Linked DNA regions of Mus musculus: regions 2, 3, 4 and 5 are each linked to region 1. Evidence: chromatin contacts called from public HiChIP or PLAC-seq and promoter capture Hi-C data. All regions are on one chromosome and are shown on one strand. The core of a region is the stretch at or near the end of the contact, and the rest is flanking DNA. Distances in the headings are between cores, read along the strand shown. Region 1 holds the start of Hsd17b14 (hydroxysteroid (17-beta) dehydrogenase 14). Region 2 holds the start of Pih1d1 (PIH1 domain containing 1). Region 3 holds the start of Kash5 (KASH domain containing 5). Region 4 holds the start of Prr12 (proline rich 12). Region 5 holds the start of Fcgrt (Fc receptor, IgG, alpha chain transporter).

Region 1 (3,413 bases), core at 218-2,717:
ATAAATGCAGAGAGCCTGAGCTTAAAGTCCTCTAGATAGATACCCGCTAGGAAGAACTCCCAGCGAGCCCCAGTGGCCTGTGTGACACCCGTGGCTTATTTTCTGTAGTCCCAGGCACTCTGCAACCTGCTCACCAGTACCTGGAGGCCACCGGGAGCGAGTGCTCAGCCTCTCCCAGGCTCTAGCTACAGAGGCTTCCCAGTGGCACAGGCTGATGGCAGGTGAGGCGCCCAGGCTCTGAGGGAGGAAGCCTGGAAGTGTGGATGTCACGTGATTAAGTTAACACTGCTCCTTATCCCTTTAGCCTCTCCAGGCAGAAATTTGGATACCAGGGGAGACTGTCTCCAGCCAAGCCCACAGCCTCCCAGTGAAGAACTGCCCCAGGTCACCTCGTCCCCAGCTCCTCACAAGGCTACTTCTGCTACCACAGGGTTCTCATGCCAAGGCAGCCGGAGAGGCCTGGCCCCATGGGAGGCCAGGTGGGACCCTGGGAAGGCCCCTCCAGCTCTGACCCAGGAAGAGGGGGCATGGCCCTTCAGAGTCACTCTGCTGCAGTCCAGCTTTTGACTCCCATCTTTATACTGAGCCCTACAAGCTGGAAGCACAACTTTGAGGTGTGGGACCATTCAGGACCACAGGGGAGAGGTTCATTCCAGCATGTATTCTAGGAGGGCCAGGGCCGCTATGGTCAAAGATTGATTTTCCCAACACTGTCCAAAATTGGATGAAAACTTTGAACTATTAGTCAATAAATAGCTTTTATTCTCTCTGTGGTTGTGACATTGTGTTCTGACAAACAAGGGTAAGGGCCCAATCTGCAGTGGTGGCACACGCCTTTTATCCCAGCACTTGGGAGGCAGAGACAGGTGGATTTCTGAGTTTGAGGCTAGCCTGATCTACAGAGTGAGTTCCAGGACAGCCAGGGCTATACAGAGAAACCCTGTCTCGAAAAACAAACAAACAAACAAACAATATGGGTCTGAGGGAGGAGGCTGGAGCCTGAATCAAGCCAGAAGAAGTAGCCCTGGTCTTACAAGTCAAAGGAAAAAAAAAAAAAAAAGAAAAAAAGCCGGGTGTAGTGGCGCACGCCTTTAATCCCAGCCCTTGGGAGGCAAAGGCAGGCGGATTTCTGAGTTCCAGGCCAGCCTGGTCTACAAAGTGAGTTCCAAGACAGCCAGGGCTATACAGAGAAACCCTGTCTCGAAAAACCAAACCAAACCAAACCAAAACAAAACAAAAAAAACAAGTCAAAGGGAGCAAGGCTGAAGTCAGTCTGAGGAGGCAGAGCTGGGGTGAGGGTCCCTGAGTCTGAAGGAGGACTGTCAGTTTGGGTACCCTGGGACTGAAAAAGAAGGGCTAGGAAGGAGAGTCCTCAGTTCTCCCAGGTGTGCCTTCCTAGAAACACCCCCTCCCAAGGTCAGCCTTCAGTGACCCAGCCTGTATATCTGGTTCCACCCCACTGCTTCTCTGGACTGTGGAGGTGGGAAGAGGTCCAGAGGGCGTGGGATACAGCTGGGGATGGCTGCAGTAACCCGATATTCTGGGAAGGTGGTGGTGGTGACTGGAGGCAGCCGGGGCATCGGGGCTGCGATCGTGAGAGCCTTCGGTGAGTAAGGGTCTTCCCGCCTGCTGTCTGAATTGTTGTAGGAGAGAAAGGATGACTGACAGAGGTTCCCAGAGTGGGAGGAGGAGACTCAGGTTCATTTCTGTAATGATTTATTTGTTCTTAAATGATTTGTTTATTTTTATTTTCCTCTGCATTGTTGTTGAATCTGGCTGAGAGTATTAGATCCCTTGGAACTGGAGTTACAAACAGTTGTGAGCTGCCATATGGGCACTGGGAAATGAACCTGGGTCCTTTGGAATAGCAGCCAGTGCTCTTAACTGCTGAGCCATCTCTCCAGTCCCTCAGTCCATTTGGATTGTTGGGTCTTTGCTGATAGGTTGGTCATTAAAAACTCTTCCTTGGGCTGGAGAGATGGCTCAGCGGTTAAGAGCACTGACTGCTCTTCTGAAGGTCCTGAGTTCAATTCCCGGCAACCACATGATGGCTCACAACCATCTGTAATGAGATCTGGCATTTCTGGAGTGTCTGAAGACAGCTACAGTGTACTTACATATAATAAATAAATAAATCTTAAAAAAAAAAAAAAGTTCTTCCACTGGCCTGGCAGTGGTGGCATATACCTTTAATCCCAGCACTTGGGAGGCAGAGGCAGGCGAATCTCTTGAATTTTAGGCCAGCCTGATCTACAGAGTGAGCTCAGAACAGCCAGGACCATACAGAGCAACTCTGTCTCAAAAATATAAAAATAAAAAAAAAAATCTTCCCTGGATCGGTTCCTAGCTGCAAATGATAGCTTTGAGAGTATTATTGCCTATCGGTTTGGGATTTTTCTAGAATCCAGGATGGGGGCCAACAGCAGCTTAATGAAAAAGGTTATTTGTTGCAAGATTCTGCTCTTGTAAGAGGACTGAAGCCAGTCACAAGAGCCGCTGGAGTGGCAGGTGCTCTGGGTGGTGGCCAGCAGAGGGCACCAGAGATGGTGAGGAAAGTCTGCAGGGCTTGTAACCTTGTTCTCTTCTTTTGGCAGTGGACAGTGGGGCTCAAGTGGTTTTCTGTGACAAGGATGGTGAGTGATTCAGTGTTCGATTCTCCCTTGCCTCCTCCATCGAAAGGGATCCGCGCCTAGCTCTCCTCCCTTGAACCCAGCTCTGCTTCCTCGGACCCAGGAATTCAAGTCCTGGCTTTCTTCCCTCCCATCCAGGGCTCTTCCCTAGCCCTCTACCCTCAGACTCTGGTGTCCAAGCCTCAGCTCTCCTTCCTCAGACCCAAAATCTTTCTCCTGCAGAGGCTGGGGGCCGGGCTCTGGAGCAGGAACTCTCGGGCACTGTTTTTATCCCCGGTGACGTGACACAGGAAAGAGATTTGCAGGTGAGTGTTTTCTGTCCCACACCTGGTCTCCAGTCCCTCTTTCCAGCTACCCATGCCCAGGACAGCTCAGTCCCTCTGCCCTGCTCTCCCTCCCATCTTTAGGAATGAACAAAACACTTGCTTCCTGTATCAAATTTCTGACTTCCCTGCACTCAGAATCTGTTATGTGCCTCCAGGTTTAGCCCCAGTCTGGGCCTCTGTCTCTCTGTCTGTGTATCTCAGCTCCCCACCACCCTCAGGGTCTGTAGACCCTCCTTCTGAGGCTCTGCCTTATACACACACCCCTCTCCAAAGTTTTCTAAGGTGGTGTGCTGATAAGTGTTATATCAACTCTACCCAAGCTACAGTCATTTGGGAAGAGGAAATCTCACTAGAAAATGGCCCCACCAAATTGGCATGTGGGCAAACCTGCTGTTCATTTTCTTTTTTCTTTTTTCCCAAGATAGGGTTTCTCTGTGTAGCCCTGGCTGTCCTGGAA
Region 2 (3,510 bases), core at 54-2,553, 400 kb before region 1:
AACTTCAACCATGTCTTGGTTTTAAAAAGATATATATTTTTAAAAGATTTATTTATTATTTATTATATGTAAGTACACTGTAGCTGTCTTCAGACACTCCAGAAGAGGGCATCATATCTCGTTATAGGATGGTTGTGAGCCACCATGTGGTTGCTGGGATTTGAACTCTGGACCTTTGGAAGAGCAGTCGGGTGCTCTTACCTACTGAGCCATCTCACCAGCCCTTAAAAAGATATTATAATTGTTTTGCAACCCTACCTTTGTTTCAAAAGGTTGTTATGGCTACCATTTTAGGAACACCTTGCAATAATGTCTTTACTACAGAAGGTTATTATAATGTGTATGTTCTGCTCCTGTAACCTCAACTATTTTGGTGGCCAAATCCCCCTATCCACAAACTATATATAAAAACCTTGTCTTTCTCACATCCAGGACTGACTTCTAGAACCAAAGCTTATTGGGGAGGCAGCTTGTGTCCTCAAAAAAAAGCTAGCTTAATTAATTACTTGCTTAAATTACTTTGGCCGTGATGATTTCGGGTCAGTGATCTTTCTCCTTGTATCTTTGGGATCAACACTCTAAACTTTATAGAGTGTTTTATGCTGTCCCTCCAAAGCTGGAGTCCTTTTGTAGTGTGGTGACTCCTCTTAAGAGTCTAAAGACTCTACAACCTCCTAATACCTGCTTGGATGCTGGAAGAATTTCTGGGACCCTGGGCATTCTGATTGGTCCTTGGTTTTAAAGAAAATCCCAGGAACCCTACCACATTCCGATGAGGCTGCAAGAGGGTTCTGGAGCCTTGGGCCAGGAGGCTCTAAAGGAATAATATAAATGAAGTACGAAAACAGGAAAATCTCCCAAAGAAATCCACTAAACTTGGGAGGGGGAGAGGGAGAATGAGAATAGGATGGGCTAGGAGGGTCAAGAGAACTCAGATGACGTTCGAAGGGGCAGGAGATCACAGAGCACCGTAAGGATATTGAAACAAGGGGAGCAGTCATAGCAAGTTTTGGACGAACTTGGGGTTCTAAACGAACTTGAGGTTCTAAACGTTCCCGCGAGCCTCCAAAGTGCCGGGGGCCACAAGGAACCACGATCTAGCAAGGTGAAGACTCAGGAGGACCGCGAGAGGTATGGGGATTTAGTGACCACCCGTTCCTGAAGGGTCCTGGGGAAACACTACGGCGGCGTTCGGGACCGTAAACGAAAACCGCGAGGACAACCATCGCCGCCCACCGCCAGCCGCCCAGCCCAGGCTTCCGCACTGTAGGGGAAATCACGCGCTCAGAGGGGCGGGGCTTCCGAGAAGGCCGCAGTGGATGACGGGAGCCCGCGCGCCCCAAGCGGCCGAGAGGACTCGGAGGCAGCAGCGGCCGCGGGGCAAGCCCTCACCAGTGCGCATGCGTGGCTCTCCGGCACCGGTCCGTACTCCAGCGTCGTGAAAATCTCCCGGGTACTGGGCTGTACACGCGTAGCCGCCATCGCTCTCCCGGAGCCTTCCGCGAGGGATTGCTGGACGGTCTACCTAGAGGAACTTGGAGGTCCGAAGGGCGGCACCGCCCACTCCAATCAAAGGGGCGGGGCCAACCGTAGGGCCCGGAAGCGAGCTATATAGGACGTGACCCGCCTACTTTAGAGCCGCGCGATGCGGCCTATGGGCGGATGCTGGGAAATGTAGTTTCGGGGAGAACAGACATGGTTGGGTGGGTGGGTGGGGTCCCGCACTGGCAGAAGGCCTTCGGCTATTGTCACTTTGACTCTTTAGAAAAAATAGATTTTCGTTGTTTTGTTTTATTTTGTTTTTCAGACAGAGTCTCACTGTGAGCTCTGGAGGCCCTGGATCTAACTATGTAGACCCGGCTGGCTTCAACTCACAGACCCACCTATCTCCGCCTCCCGAGTGCTGGTATTAGAGGCGTGTGCCAGCACACTTGGCTAAAAAAATATTTATCTTTCTTTGTATGTACTCTGTGTAGCCCTGGCTCTCCTGGAACTCACTTTGTAGACCAGGCTGGCCTCGAACTCAGAAATCCGCCTGCCTCTGCTTCCGGAGTGCTGGGATTAAAGGCGTGCGCCACCACGCCCAGCCCTGAGGTATGTCTTTGCACTATGTGTCTGCAGTGCCTGTGGAGCCCAGAAGAGGGCGATGCAGCCGCTGGGCTGGAGAGAGCCTCATGACAGTTGTGGCTGTTTGGAGCTTAACCCCAGACATCTCCAAAAATAACATGTGTTCTTAATTGCTGAGCCTTCTCTCCACCCCAAATGCTTTTCTTTCTTTAAAAGAAGCAAACAAAGATTATTGTTATGTGCATGAGTATTTTGCCTGCTTGTCTGTGCATCATGTACATGCAGTTCCCCAGGAGGCCAGAAGAGGAGGCGACAGATCCCCCTAGAACTGGAGTTACAGGGCTTTGTTAGTCGCAATCTGGGTGTTGGGAATCGAACTCTCCTCTTCTGGAAGAGCAGTCAGCACTCTGCCGTTTAACTATCTCTCCAGCCTCCTCTGCCTCTATAACTTCTTTATAAGCAAAAACATTAATTATGTTCAAAAAAGGGCGATTAATAGCATTGAGACTGGGTGTGTGTTGAGTGGGATCAGACCCAGAGCCTAACTCATGATAGACAAGAGCAGGAGATACTAAAGTTCTCAGAGTGGCAATCCTTTCTGTACTGTAACCTCTGAGGTTTGGGAAGGGCAGATATGTAGGTTTTATTGATTCAGGAAGTGTGTCATTTCGCAGGCCTCCTCAGTCCTTACTTTTGATTGGTTGGCTAGGAGGGCGTGGCTTCAGCTCTTTCATACAAGTGGTCCCTGTAGGTGCCTGCTTTGGATGAAGGGCGCTGAGGTGGGCTTAACGGTGGCTACTTCAGTTCCTTAGTTATACAGACGCCGGAAGTGTGGCTTTCATTTATGCATTGGCCAAACAGGACCTATCAAGATACCCAGCCGACTTGAGAACGGAGCCTTCATCGTAATGGAACTGTAGACCATTCTCAGGACAAATTTTGGGATTCTGGGTGGAGGCCTGGGTGTACTCACTGGTCCTGGTCGGGAGGTAATGGTGCATGCCTTTAATCCCAGCACTTTGGAGGCATAGGCAGGATTCGAGGCCAGCCTGGTCTACAAAGCATTCCAGGGCAGCCAGGAAAGGCTGCACAGAGAAGCCCTATATCGAACACACACACACACACACACACACACACACACACACACGCAAACGAATCAGCTGTGACCCTACAGTAGGCTAGCTTCGCTTATCTGCGAAACGTTCTTCACGTTTTTGGACGCCTAGGACTTTTTCCTAGGGCCATGGCGGACTCGACGTTTTTGGCACCAGAACTAAGCGACACAGAGTCGATGGGTGAAGAGACGGTGCGGTTTCAGGAGCTGCTGCTGAAGGTGCGGGCTGACTAGACTGGTGGGAACCTGGGTATTTAAGAATCTATTATTAATTGGCACTCAGAGATGTGGCTTCAGTTCCCAGAGTGCCCCATGGCAGCAGTGAGGCC
Region 3 (3,079 bases), core at 427-2,926, 350 kb before region 1:
TCTTGAGGAACAAGGGATATCAGGTGGCCAGTGAGTGTCTTGTGGGTTTTAAACATGGAGGAAGTCTGGAGGGGATCCCTGGACTAGAATTCAAGGGCTGCATTTCTGGGGTGTCACTAGATTTCAGAGTCCCCGGCGGAACTTGTAGGGCAACTACAGATTTCTAAAGTATCAGATAGGACTTGAACACCAAATCTCCACCAAGATTTCAGAGGAAAAGTCTCTGACAGGTTTTTGAGGGAGACTCTGATGGGATATCTAGAAGATCCTAGCGGCTGGCGTGGTGGGCTACACCTGTGATACCAGCACTCAGGAGGCTGAGGCAGCAGGATCCAAGGTTTTGAGTAGAGTCTGGGCAATTTACTGAAGCCCTAGAGAGTCCCTGGAGGGTAGCTTAGTCGTTAAGAGGACTAACAGTTTACTCTTCCAGATAGATATGGGTTGGAATCCCACTACACACATGTGAACTCCTCCTCATCTGCAATTTTAGTTCAGAGGGATACAAAACCACCTGGTCTCCACAGGCACATACCTGACACACATACAAACATGCCGGCAAAATACTCAAAAACAAACAAACAAACAAAAAACCCCAACAACAACAAAAACCAAAAACACCCAAACAAAAGCCAGGCAGTGGTGGTGCACACCTTTAATCCCAGCACGTGGGAACCAGAAGCACACAGGCCAGCCTGGTCTACAGAGAGAGTTCCAGGACAGTCAATGCTACACAAAGAAACCCTGTCTCAAAACAAAAACACCTACCCTACCCACAAAAACAAAATAGATTAAGTGTTAGGTTTCAAAAGTTCTAGAAGATTGCAGTTGGGCACATCTGGGAGAGCTGTAATCCTAAAACTGGGGAATGAGGATCATGAGGTCGTGGCCAGCCTGGGCAGCACTTGGAGGGTCTGTCTCAAACAAAAATAGAAAACAAGCAACAAAAAGCAACCGGAAGTTTCAAGAGTCTGACAGGATTGCCGAAGTTGCCACTAGAATTTTCCTGAGGAAGCCGGTCACGGTGGCGCACGCCTTTAATCCCAGCGCTCGGGAGGCAGAGGCAGGAGGATTTCGGAGTTCGAGGCCAGCCTGGTCTACAGAGTGAGTTCCAGGTCAGCCAGGGCTACACAGAGAAACCTTGTCTCAAAACTTGGGGCGTTTTTGAAGGAGCTGGCAGGTGATGTTACCGGGGAACCTGCCATGAAAGTCGCCACAGGCAGGGCGTACCTGGAGTCGGGACTCAGTTGAGGGACACCAGCGACGAACGGCGGTTGCGAATGTCACGGAAGAGGCGTGTTCACACGCGCCTTTTCCCGCCAGAAATGCAAATGAGCCGGCCTCCTGCAAGTCCCGCCCTCTCAGGCTCTTGTACTCACGCAAGCGCACTCCGAGTGGATGGCGCCCGGGTCTCTCCTTACGAAGACCCTTGAGCTGGCGCATGCGTAGAGCTTCTCGGGAGGATAGGCTGGACCTGAGGATCGAGTGCATGCGCACTAGTGGGGCTAGCGGTGATGGCGCGATATTATCGGCAGCTTTCTTCTGCGGTACAAAAATCCTTTCCTTCTGCTTGACAAAATAGGGCCAAGCAGGAGAGAGTTCAACCGAAGGACTCCCTGTTCATCCTTTTCTTCTTGTCAGTCTTTGAACCAAGTTCTTTCTTTTGGGTCTGGCTCGCCCGCCACTGTCACAATGATGCGCAGTCTGGTCCAGCCTCACTTCCGCTCCATTCCCTCCCCCCCCCCCGCCCCCCGCATTAATAGGTACCCAAGCTGTTTTCCCAAACTATTATAGTTTCTACTTACTGCTTAGCTATGTAGCCCAGGATGGCTTCGGACTTGAAGCAATCACCCTGCCTCAGTCCATGCCTGTGGACTATTCGAACTTTTTTATTATTAAGGGTCCAACAGCCGGGCGTGGTGGTGCACGCCTTTAATCCCAGCACTTGGGAGGCAGAGGCAGGCAGATTTCTGAGTTCGAGGCCAGCCTGGTCTACAAAGTGAGTGCCAGGTCAGCCAGGGCTACACAGAGAAACCCTGTCTCGAAAAAGCCAAAAAAAAAAAAAAAAAAAAACCAAACCAAAAAAGAGTAAAGACACTTGCCACCCATCCCGGTGATCGATCTGAGAAGAATCCCCAGGACCCACATGGTGCAAGGAGGGCCCCTGAATTCCACATGCAGACCCTATCATGTTCACTTTCCTACCCCTTGCTGTTTAAAAACACATGCATGTAATGATAAGGACTGGGCATGTAGCTCAGGGGTACGGTGTTTGACTGAGGGTGCCCTCATTCAATCCCTAGGGCCTAGTGAATTGGGCAGGGTAGTGTACCAGTACTCGGGAGGTAGAGGCAAAAAGTGCAAGGTCTTTCTCACCTTACTGACCATCAGACCCTGTGTGTGCTGTTTAGTTTTTTGTTGCCTTGACAAAAGCCAGAGTCATCTGAAAACCTCAACTGAAAAGTTACCCTGTCAGTAGGCAAGCCTGTGGGGATATTTTCTTGGTTAATGAGTGATGTGGATGGCAGCCCACTGTGGGCAAGACCACCCCTGGGAAGGTGCTTCTGGGTTGTATGAAAAAAAACAAAACAAAACCCTGAGCAAGCTTCAGTTCCTCCTTCGAGCCCCTACCCTGCCTCTTCTCTGTGATGGACTGTGATCTATCACAAGATGAAATAGACTCCCCAAGTTGTTTTTGATCATGGTGCTCACCCCAAGTTGTTTTTGATCGTGGTGCTCACGCACCGCAGCAGTAGAAAGCAAACTAGGACGCCTGGTCTAGATGAAAGGTCTGCCGGGTGTTTTCAGGACAACTTGTGGTGCATTCTGGACCCTGTTAGCTTTGTCCCTATTATCAACATCCATTCCTGGGGCTGGAAACATAGACCACTGTTTAAGAGCAATGGATGTTTTTCCAGAACACCTGAGATGGATTCCCAGCATCCACATTGCAGGCCACTCAGGACACAGAAGCAGGGAGTTTGACTGGGCTTATCCCATACTGCCTCTGGGGTGGATGCTGGGCTGTAAGGAAGTGACATTGCTCCCAGGGTGGGAAAGCCAGAGCTCCTTCTGGGGTCCC
Region 4 (3,511 bases), core at 875-3,374, 500 kb before region 1:
GCCCATACCTGCAGGGTGGTGGTTGGTGGCATAGCTTTGTAGTGGGTGGGGGGCCGCATAGGCCTGGCGATGCAAGATGTCGGTTTCTGGGTGGGAAGTCCGGGAGCTGCCGTAGACCAAGCTGGGAGCAAGAGAGAGATGTCAGAGTATTCTCTCAAGCTATCCTCTGGGAAGGGGGCTAGGAGGGGCTTCTCAACTGAATGGAGGTGTTACTCCAAAGAACCCAGAGATAACACTAGGGAATCCAGTCATCCCATGGCGGGGGAGGGGGTTAAAAAATGTCATTCTGGAGCACTTAAGAGTCCCACGTTTGCAAACACGGGCATGCGAGGACACACTGGGGACGGAGAAAGTCAGGGGAAGCAAATAGTCAACGTGAAAGGTGTGGTCCTCCCTTGAAGTCCTCCCATGCCACAACAGAACGAAAGGTCCAACACTGCAAGGACGCACGGACAACCCAAGACCCGCTGAAACGACACGGACCCTGAATTAGGAAAGGAATCCAGCCAGGCCAGGAGCAGGAGGTAGCTTGTGTCCCAAATGGCAAGGGGAGAAGGTGGGGAGGGGACAGGACACAGGGAAAGTCCCAGGTACAAGTCCTGACACGAATTCGTTGCATCCCTAGGGGCTGAGGTTCAAATGCACCGGCCTAAGTGAAGCCAGATGCGTGTACAAACAGGAGTTCAATTCACCCGTGCAAAAGAAAAGGTCCCGAGTGTGAAGTCCCACTCTAAAAATTTATACACGCTGGGGAAAGCTAAGTGTGGAGGGGGAGGAGGGTGAAGGGCAGGTGAAGAGTGAGGACACAGATTAAACTACAAGAGGCAGGTTCACGGGTGAACACGCGGCTAGCCACGCGTGCACAGGGCCCACGCTCACACACACAAACACAAACGGGGAAGAGACACGACTCTGTTCCAGAAAGGGCCCAAATCCGTGGCCTTGCACCAGAGGGCAAACAGCGCGCCATCAACCAGGATTCACAGCTTTGAGCAAGGTGGGGAGCAGAAGGGGGCGTGTCCCTAATCTCAGGACCCCCCCAAACACACAGAATTCTAGTTTAAGAAGGGGGCGGGGCCCCTTGCCCACTCTGCGCGGGGAATTTCTTGGAGGGGGGAGGGACCGAGTGGCCCGGCCTCCTGCAGCCCCGGAACAATAGGACCTGGGAGGGGGTGCAGCCCCCCAGGTCTGCGAGCTGATTCTCTTTTCCTCCCACCTTTGCAGTTGCAGAGCCAGGGGCGCCCGGGGGGAGGGGTCAGCACGCCGGGAATCCAAAGATGGGGGGCAAGTCCAGGCCTTGCTTCGCCAACCCTTCCCATCTTCCCAAGGCCTTCCCGGTTCGAATTTGTTTTTGCGCCTTGCCTGCTTCGTTTCTCTCTTTTGCAAGCAGGAGCTGGCTTTGGCGGAGTTTGCAATTTGCAAACTGGGGCGGCGGCGTTGTTACAAACCCAAAGAAGGCCGCTCCCTTGCAAAAATCGGAGGGGGAGTTGGCGATGCACGCGTTGCCGAGCGGGCCCCAGGCCCAGGCCAGGCAGGAATCCCCCCACCTCTTGGCCCATTTCTCTAGGTCCCCCTCAGCTCCTTACCTAGCTTTCGCTGACCTCTCGTAACTCCATCCCGCCCCGGCGCCGAGCGGGTCCCCGAAGCCGGCGCTGGGGTAGTTCCTGTCCATGAATTGGCCGCGGTGGAAATTGGGGGGAGGGGGAGGGAGGGGGAAAGGAGGGGGAGCGCGCGCGCTCTCCTCCGCCGCCGCTCCCTCCGCTGCTTTTTTTCCTCCCTTTCTCTTTTTTTTTCTTTGCGGCCACCGAAGGCCCGGGAAGGCCCCGGGCGGGGGAGGGAGGGGGCAGGGACGGAGGGGCGGGCAAAGGAGGGGTGCAGCCGCTGAGCCAAGGAGGGGGGGTTCCCCCTGGAGGAGGGAAAGGGGGGAGGAGGGACCCCGCTGTCTCCGCCTTTGCCCCGGCGCTTGCAAGAGAGAAGGGGACGCGCGCTCCGGAGGGGGCGTCCCGGACGGCCCCGGAGTGGGTGCGGGCGCTGGGTGCTCGCTCTTTCGCCTCCGCCGCCGCCACCTCCTCCTCCTCTGCGCTCACGGTGCAGCCATCTTTGCACAAGGCGGCAGGGGGAGGGGGGAGGGGAAGGGGGGCGGGCGGCGGGGTGTCTGGCTGCGCTCCGCTTCCTCCCACAATCCCGTGCAAATGTAAAAAAAAAAAAAAAAGAGAGAGAGAGAGCGCGAGCGAGCACTAGCGGAGCCTGGGAGGCGGGGGGGGGGGGTAAGCGAGTGAGCGCGAGCGCACCAGCGGAGCCTGGGGGTGTAGGGCACAGCGCCTGTACACAGAGATTCAGTTCCACCGCGCGCAAATGCGCCCAGAAAGGGGGCTCAGTTCTTTTGCATTTTTATTTTTTTCTCATTGTTTCAATTTTTTATTTCTTCCATCCCCCCTTCCTTTCCCAAAGGGTTTTTAAGCAGAGGGCAGCTCAGATCAACTCCATTTACCCGGGTGCAACACAAGCGTGACACCCCGCTTACAGCACATTGCAAATGCGCCCCCCACCTTTATACTGGATTACAAACCGCCCATGTGCCCGACTGGGGAAATACACGAAGTCAGGCGTGTGCAAGGGCCTGGTTCCCTGCGCGTACGTGCCCCGCGGCACCAGTGGAGTGACAGCCGAGTCACGTCTGATCCGAGTTTCCTAAAAGGTCTGCCCATTCTGAGGCAGGGCCACTGCTCAGACGAAGTGTGGGGGGGGGTCACTGGAGGGCCGGGGGCACCAACTCGGCAACAGGATGGTCAGGGACGTGCGTGTATGCGTGCCCGGCGGAAACACGTGTGTCATGGTAGACCTCGGGTCCGACGACCCTGACTCCCCCACGGACACACTGAAGCCCAGTCGTCGAAGAAGCTGGCGACTTCCGGAATCCGCTATGAATCAGGGGCACAGTTCAGGGAGCCCGCGCTGCAAGCAGGTCTTCAGTGAGGCCTTCTGAGGCTATCGGGGATGGGGGTTGGGAGTGCAGAGTCAAACATCCCAGCCGCCCCCTCCACCGAGCCTACACCGACCCGCCCTTGGTGCCTCAGCCAATCCTCAATCCTGTAGGCACAAGCCCCACCTTCCTCAAAAGCTGCACTCTTGCAAGGCTGATCCACGCCCCTATAGACAATTGCGTAGGGTCCGCCCTCCCCTGCAAGCTCCGCCCTATGTAGGTTTTCCTAAGCACCAAGCCCTGCCCTTGGGGACACGCCCCTCCCACGCGTTGCCTCTCCCCCCCCCTCCCTCTGGCACCACCCAGGCAGAAGCCCCGCCTCATACCTGGAGTAAGGGGGCGGAGGTGCGTCGTGCACCCCGGAGGCTGCTAAAGCCTGCTCATAGGTGGGAAGGCCTGGGGGCAAGGGTGGAGATTGAGGCGTCTGAGGACTCAAGGGGATGATGAGCCCGGTCCTGGAAACAGAAAAAGTGTGGTTAGTATAAAACCTACATTATAGTTGGAGACAAGGGGGTCAGCGGTTAAAAC
Region 5 (3,293 bases), core at 126-2,625, 450 kb before region 1:
CCAAGAAGAGCTGTTCTTTGCTTTTGAGGTCTGTGGTCTCCTTCTCCCAATACCAAGACACCTGATTTTCCCACATCCAGGCCCCACAGGGGTCAGCTTCCTGCCGCAGGCTGTTGTAGGTCAGATACTGCTGAGGACCCAACCAGCCTGTAGCCCAGAAAGAGGGAAGCCCCGTAGATGGGTTTGACACAGCCGTGAGATGATACATCAGTGGGGGGCGGGTCTCTGCAGAGCAAACAGGAGAGTCTCGGGTCACGGACTGCACCGTGCCCCACAGAGGTGCAGAATGAAAACTGGACCCGATCTGAAGTGCCATGATCCTCCAGAGAGAAGGGGACAGACACCCAGAAAGGAAGCAAGACGGACAGACGGACACAGAGACGAGCCTGAGATTGTCAAGTGTATTTGACTCAGATGCACAGAGAAGTTACCCACAGTGAGATTTCCATGAAGGCTAGGACATCATGGAAAAAGTGGACTTATTGTCCCTCTTCCACTCTTTGGCTCTTCTTCCTGTCCCCTTCCTGACACACTCCAGGTCCTGGTGGCCTCTTACCTGAGCCCCAGGTCTGAGGCAGGAGGACCAACAAGAGGCTGAGGGCCCAGGGCAGTGGCATCCCCATTCCGACAGGGTGACCCGGAGTGGAAGGGACACGTGACTCCTCTGGACCCCGCCTTGTTGATTCTTCACAAGGTCCCTGTGGACTCTTCGTAGACCAGGACGCTGGATGGTGGGATGGAGACCCAGTCCAAGACGACAGACAGGAGTGTTCCTCTGTGAACTTTCACCTTCTCATTTGATCCACTTTAGTTAATTAATTACAGAGCTAGACAGACCAAAATTTGTCTCAGACTTCTGTTATTTCCTTTTTCTCCTCCCTCAGACCAGAGGATCCAGGCCTTCTCCTCCTCCCTCATTCCCAGGGGCTCAGATTTCAGCCTCAGGAGCCCTCAAACCCAAGCCAGGAGTCCAGTTCCACCTCCCTCAGATCCAGGAGTCCAGTTCCAAGATCTTTCCTCAAACCCAAAACCCTAGGCTCCGGCTTCATCCCTCAGACTCAGGTGCCCGGGGTCCTGCTCTCCTTCCTCAGACCCCAGCCTCCTCTCTCCCCCTCAGGTCATAACACTCCTCCCTCAGACCTGGAGCTCCAGGCCCCAACCCTCTTTCCTCTTGGGGTGCTGGTCCCTCATACCTAGAGAACCAGGCCTGGGCCTCCTCCTCTGACGCTCAGCCTGTTCCTCACAGAGGCCCTCTTCCCTCTGCCTGCAGCCGATGGATCCTCTGCTTAGAGCCTCCAGTTCTTCTCTTACATCCTGTCTGTACACAGTTAGGACTGGAGAACTCTGAGGGCATCCAACTCCACCCACTAGCTCCTAAGCACACCCCTTGGGCCTCTGTCCAGCCTCTCTTGAAGTTCCTGCTGTATCTGGTTGGAAGCCTCCCGGGGCAAACGTCATTAGGCCTGCCTCCCAAAACAGCTTCTATGTTTACTCGTTTGGAGCATTTTTGGAGTAGACTCGCAGCCCTGGAAAGGCCTGCACGCTGAATGTGACTTTAAGACACCCCAGGATTTGTGGGCTGTGGGTGTGGCTTGGTCATGGCATGGTTGCCTAACACACAAGGTTTGGCAGCAGCCCACTCCCAGCTGTAAGCCTGCTCTGATTTCTTCCATGTGCCAGCACTTGAGGTGGCCCCAACCCTGCCTACACACTCTGTGATGAGAGCCTTTGCCTTTGGCCCCTGTCTCCCACCCTGCTGCCCACCCCAAGATCTTGCCAGAAAAAACACACAGACACACAGAGAGACACTGACAGACAGGTAGGTTGACAGGGTAGATAGACAGCAAAGAAGAAAGGGGGTGGGCGGCAGCACATGCCTGTAATTCCAGCACTAAGGATGGAGGCCGGGAGGCCAGGGGTTCATGGCCGGCCTGGGCGGCAGGGAATATAAACAGCCGAGAGAGGGAGACTGACAGAGCCGTGAGTGGTCGACTGGTGGTCAGCAGATGGACCAACAGGCTGAAGTAGATGGGCAAAACCGGTGTGATGGGGCAGGCCTGGAACCCACACACTTGAAAGACAGAAGCAAGAGTCTGGAAAGTCTGGAGCTGACGAGACAGCTCAGCAGTTAAGAGCACCTGCTGCTCTTGCAGAGGATCCGAGTTTGGTTCCCGGCACCCACATGGTGGCTCACAGCTGCCCATAACTCCAGTTCTAGGGGGTCTGACAATTTCTCATTGAACACCAGGCAGGGATGTGGGGCACGTGTATACACACAGGCATGAATAAAATAAATAAATCTAAAAAACCTTTTTAAGGGCTGGTGAGATGGCTCAGTGGGTAAGAGCACCCGACTGCTCTTCTGAAGGTCTGGAGTTCAAATCCCAGCAACCACATGGTGGCTCACAACCATCCGTAACGAGATCTGATTCCCTCTTCTGGAGTGTCTGAAGACAGCTACAGTGTACTTACATATAACCAATAAATAAATTAAAAAAAAAACCTTTTTAAGAGAGAATAGAAAGTCAACCACTCCTACCTGCCTTGACCTCCCTCTCCCTCTGGTCTATATCAAGTGTGTGTACAAGTGTGTGCGTGTGTAATAATGGTGGTGGTGGTGGTAGCGTGGAGGCAGCAGAGGGGTAGGGTAGATGTGTCAGGACAGGAACTCATGCAGCCCAGGTCGACCATGAACTCCTGAAGCCCAGCCTCCAGCTCTTAAGTGCTGGGCTTGCAGGCCTCCTACGGACTGGGGAGAGGGCTCAGTCAGTAAGTGTTTGCCTGCCAAGAATGAGGACCTGAGTCCTGATCTTCTGATGCTAGCCTCCCCTGTAAAAAGCTGCGTCTGTGGCTAGAGAGATGGCTAGGTGATTAAGAGACACTGTCTGTGCTGGTGGTGGCTCACACCTTTAGTCCCAGCACTCAGGAGGCAGAGGCAGGTGAATCTCTGAGTTCGAGGCCAGCCTGGTCTATAGAGAGAGTTCCAGGACAGCCAGGGTCACGTAGAGAAACTCTGTCTTGAAAAACCAAACAACAACAACAACAAAAAAAAACACTGGCTGCTCTTGTAGAAGACCTGAGTTTGGCTGCCAGCATCCACACGATGCTCACAACCATCTGTAACTCCAGCTACGGGGGAGCTACCGGCTTCAGAGGGCACTGTACTCAACACGCAGGGACACAGAGAACCAAGCAAATCCAGGAAGTAAAACTGAAAAAGAACAGGAGTGGCCGCTCACGCCTTTAACCTTAGCACTCAGGACACAGAGGTAGGCAGATCCCTGTGTGCTCAA

Evidence for each region. HiChIP or PLAC-seq counts read pairs in DNA pulled down with a chosen protein or histone mark. Capture Hi-C pulls out chosen DNA fragments and counts their contacts.
Region 2: a contact with region 1 is called in an H3K27ac HiChIP or PLAC-seq map of large pre-B cells, with 5 times the contacts expected there. The contact joins the promoter of Pih1d1 here to the promoter of Hsd17b14 in region 1. A contact is called at or near these places in 8 of 39 promoter capture datasets (the C10 cell line, the HPC-7 cell line, cranial neural crest and 5 more), 1 of 15 datasets of contacts at CTCF or cohesin (large pre-B cells), 4 of 484 Hi-C or Micro-C datasets (B cells, cortical neurons, muscle stem cells and 1 more), 2 of 115 datasets of contacts at active chromatin or transcription factors (large pre-B cells and pancreatic cancer cells) and 2 of 9 other capture datasets (adipose tissue and liver).
Region 3: a promoter capture Hi-C map of liver shows a contact between it and region 1, with 2.0 times the contacts expected there. The contact joins the promoter of Kash5 here to the promoter of Hsd17b14 in region 1. A contact is called at or near these places in 5 of 39 promoter capture datasets (cranial neural crest, frontonasal cranial neural crest, hematopoietic stem and progenitor cells and 2 more), 2 of 484 Hi-C or Micro-C datasets (the G1E-ER4 cell line and embryonic stem cells), 2 of 115 datasets of contacts at active chromatin or transcription factors (effector CD8 T cells and pancreatic cancer cells) and 2 of 9 other capture datasets (adipose tissue and liver).
Region 4: a promoter capture Hi-C map of pancreatic islet shows a contact between it and region 1. The contact joins the promoter of Prr12 here to the promoter of Hsd17b14 in region 1. A contact is called at or near these places in 4 of 39 promoter capture datasets (cranial neural crest, liver and pre-B cells), 1 of 484 Hi-C or Micro-C datasets (cortical neurons), 2 of 115 datasets of contacts at active chromatin or transcription factors (astrocytes and pancreatic cancer cells) and 2 of 9 other capture datasets (liver and pancreatic islet).
Region 5: a contact with region 1 is called in an H3K27ac HiChIP or PLAC-seq map of microglia, with 6 times the contacts expected there. The contact joins the promoter of Fcgrt here to the promoter of Hsd17b14 in region 1. A contact is called at or near these places in 5 of 39 promoter capture datasets (the C10 cell line, hematopoietic stem and progenitor cells, hippocampal neurons and 2 more), 1 of 115 datasets of contacts at active chromatin or transcription factors (microglia) and 1 of 9 other capture datasets (liver).

The regions. Positions count from the first base shown.
Region 1 is chr7:45,553,461-45,556,873 of GRCm38.p6, forward strand. It overlaps Hsd17b14 (hydroxysteroid (17-beta) dehydrogenase 14), which reads left to right and starts at 1,468. Exons shown (of 9, transcript NM_025330.3): 1 at 1,468-1,606; 2 at 2,595-2,633; 3 at 2,853-2,935. The coding sequence starts at 1,519. Plekha4 (pleckstrin homology domain containing, family A (phosphoinositide binding specific) member 4) reads left to right here. Exons shown (of 20, transcript NM_001381849.1): 19 at 109-221; 20 at 305-769. The coding sequence ends at 567.
Region 2 is chr7:45,153,000-45,156,509 of GRCm38.p6, forward strand. It overlaps Pih1d1 (PIH1 domain containing 1), which reads left to right and starts at 1,304. Exons shown (of 10, transcript NM_029406.4): 1 at 1,304-1,541; 2 at 3,307-3,400. The coding sequence starts at 3,311. Aldh16a1 (aldehyde dehydrogenase 16 family, member A1) reads right to left here and starts at 1,537. Exons shown (of 17, transcript NM_145954.2): 1 at 1,393-1,537. The coding sequence starts at 1,482.
Region 3 is chr7:45,203,216-45,206,294 of GRCm38.p6, forward strand. It overlaps Kash5 (KASH domain containing 5), which reads right to left and starts at 1,677. Exons shown (of 20, transcript NM_201374.2): 1 at 1,377-1,677. The coding sequence starts at 1,488.
Region 4 is chr7:45,051,210-45,054,720 of GRCm38.p6, forward strand. It overlaps Prr12 (proline rich 12), which reads right to left and starts at 2,125. Exons shown (of 14, transcript NM_175022.3): 1 at 1,587-2,125; 2 at 9-121. The coding sequence starts at 1,672. Prrg2 (proline-rich Gla (G-carboxyglutamic acid) polypeptide 2) reads right to left here. Exons shown (of 7, transcript NM_022999.1): 6 at 3,310-3,438; 7 at 2,395-2,988. The coding sequence ends at 2,970.
Region 5 is chr7:45,102,447-45,105,739 of GRCm38.p6, forward strand. Fcgrt (Fc receptor, IgG, alpha chain transporter) reads right to left here and starts at 1,376. Exons shown (of 7, transcript NM_010189.3): 1 at 1,194-1,376; 2 at 557-827; 3 at 1-225. The coding sequence starts at 623.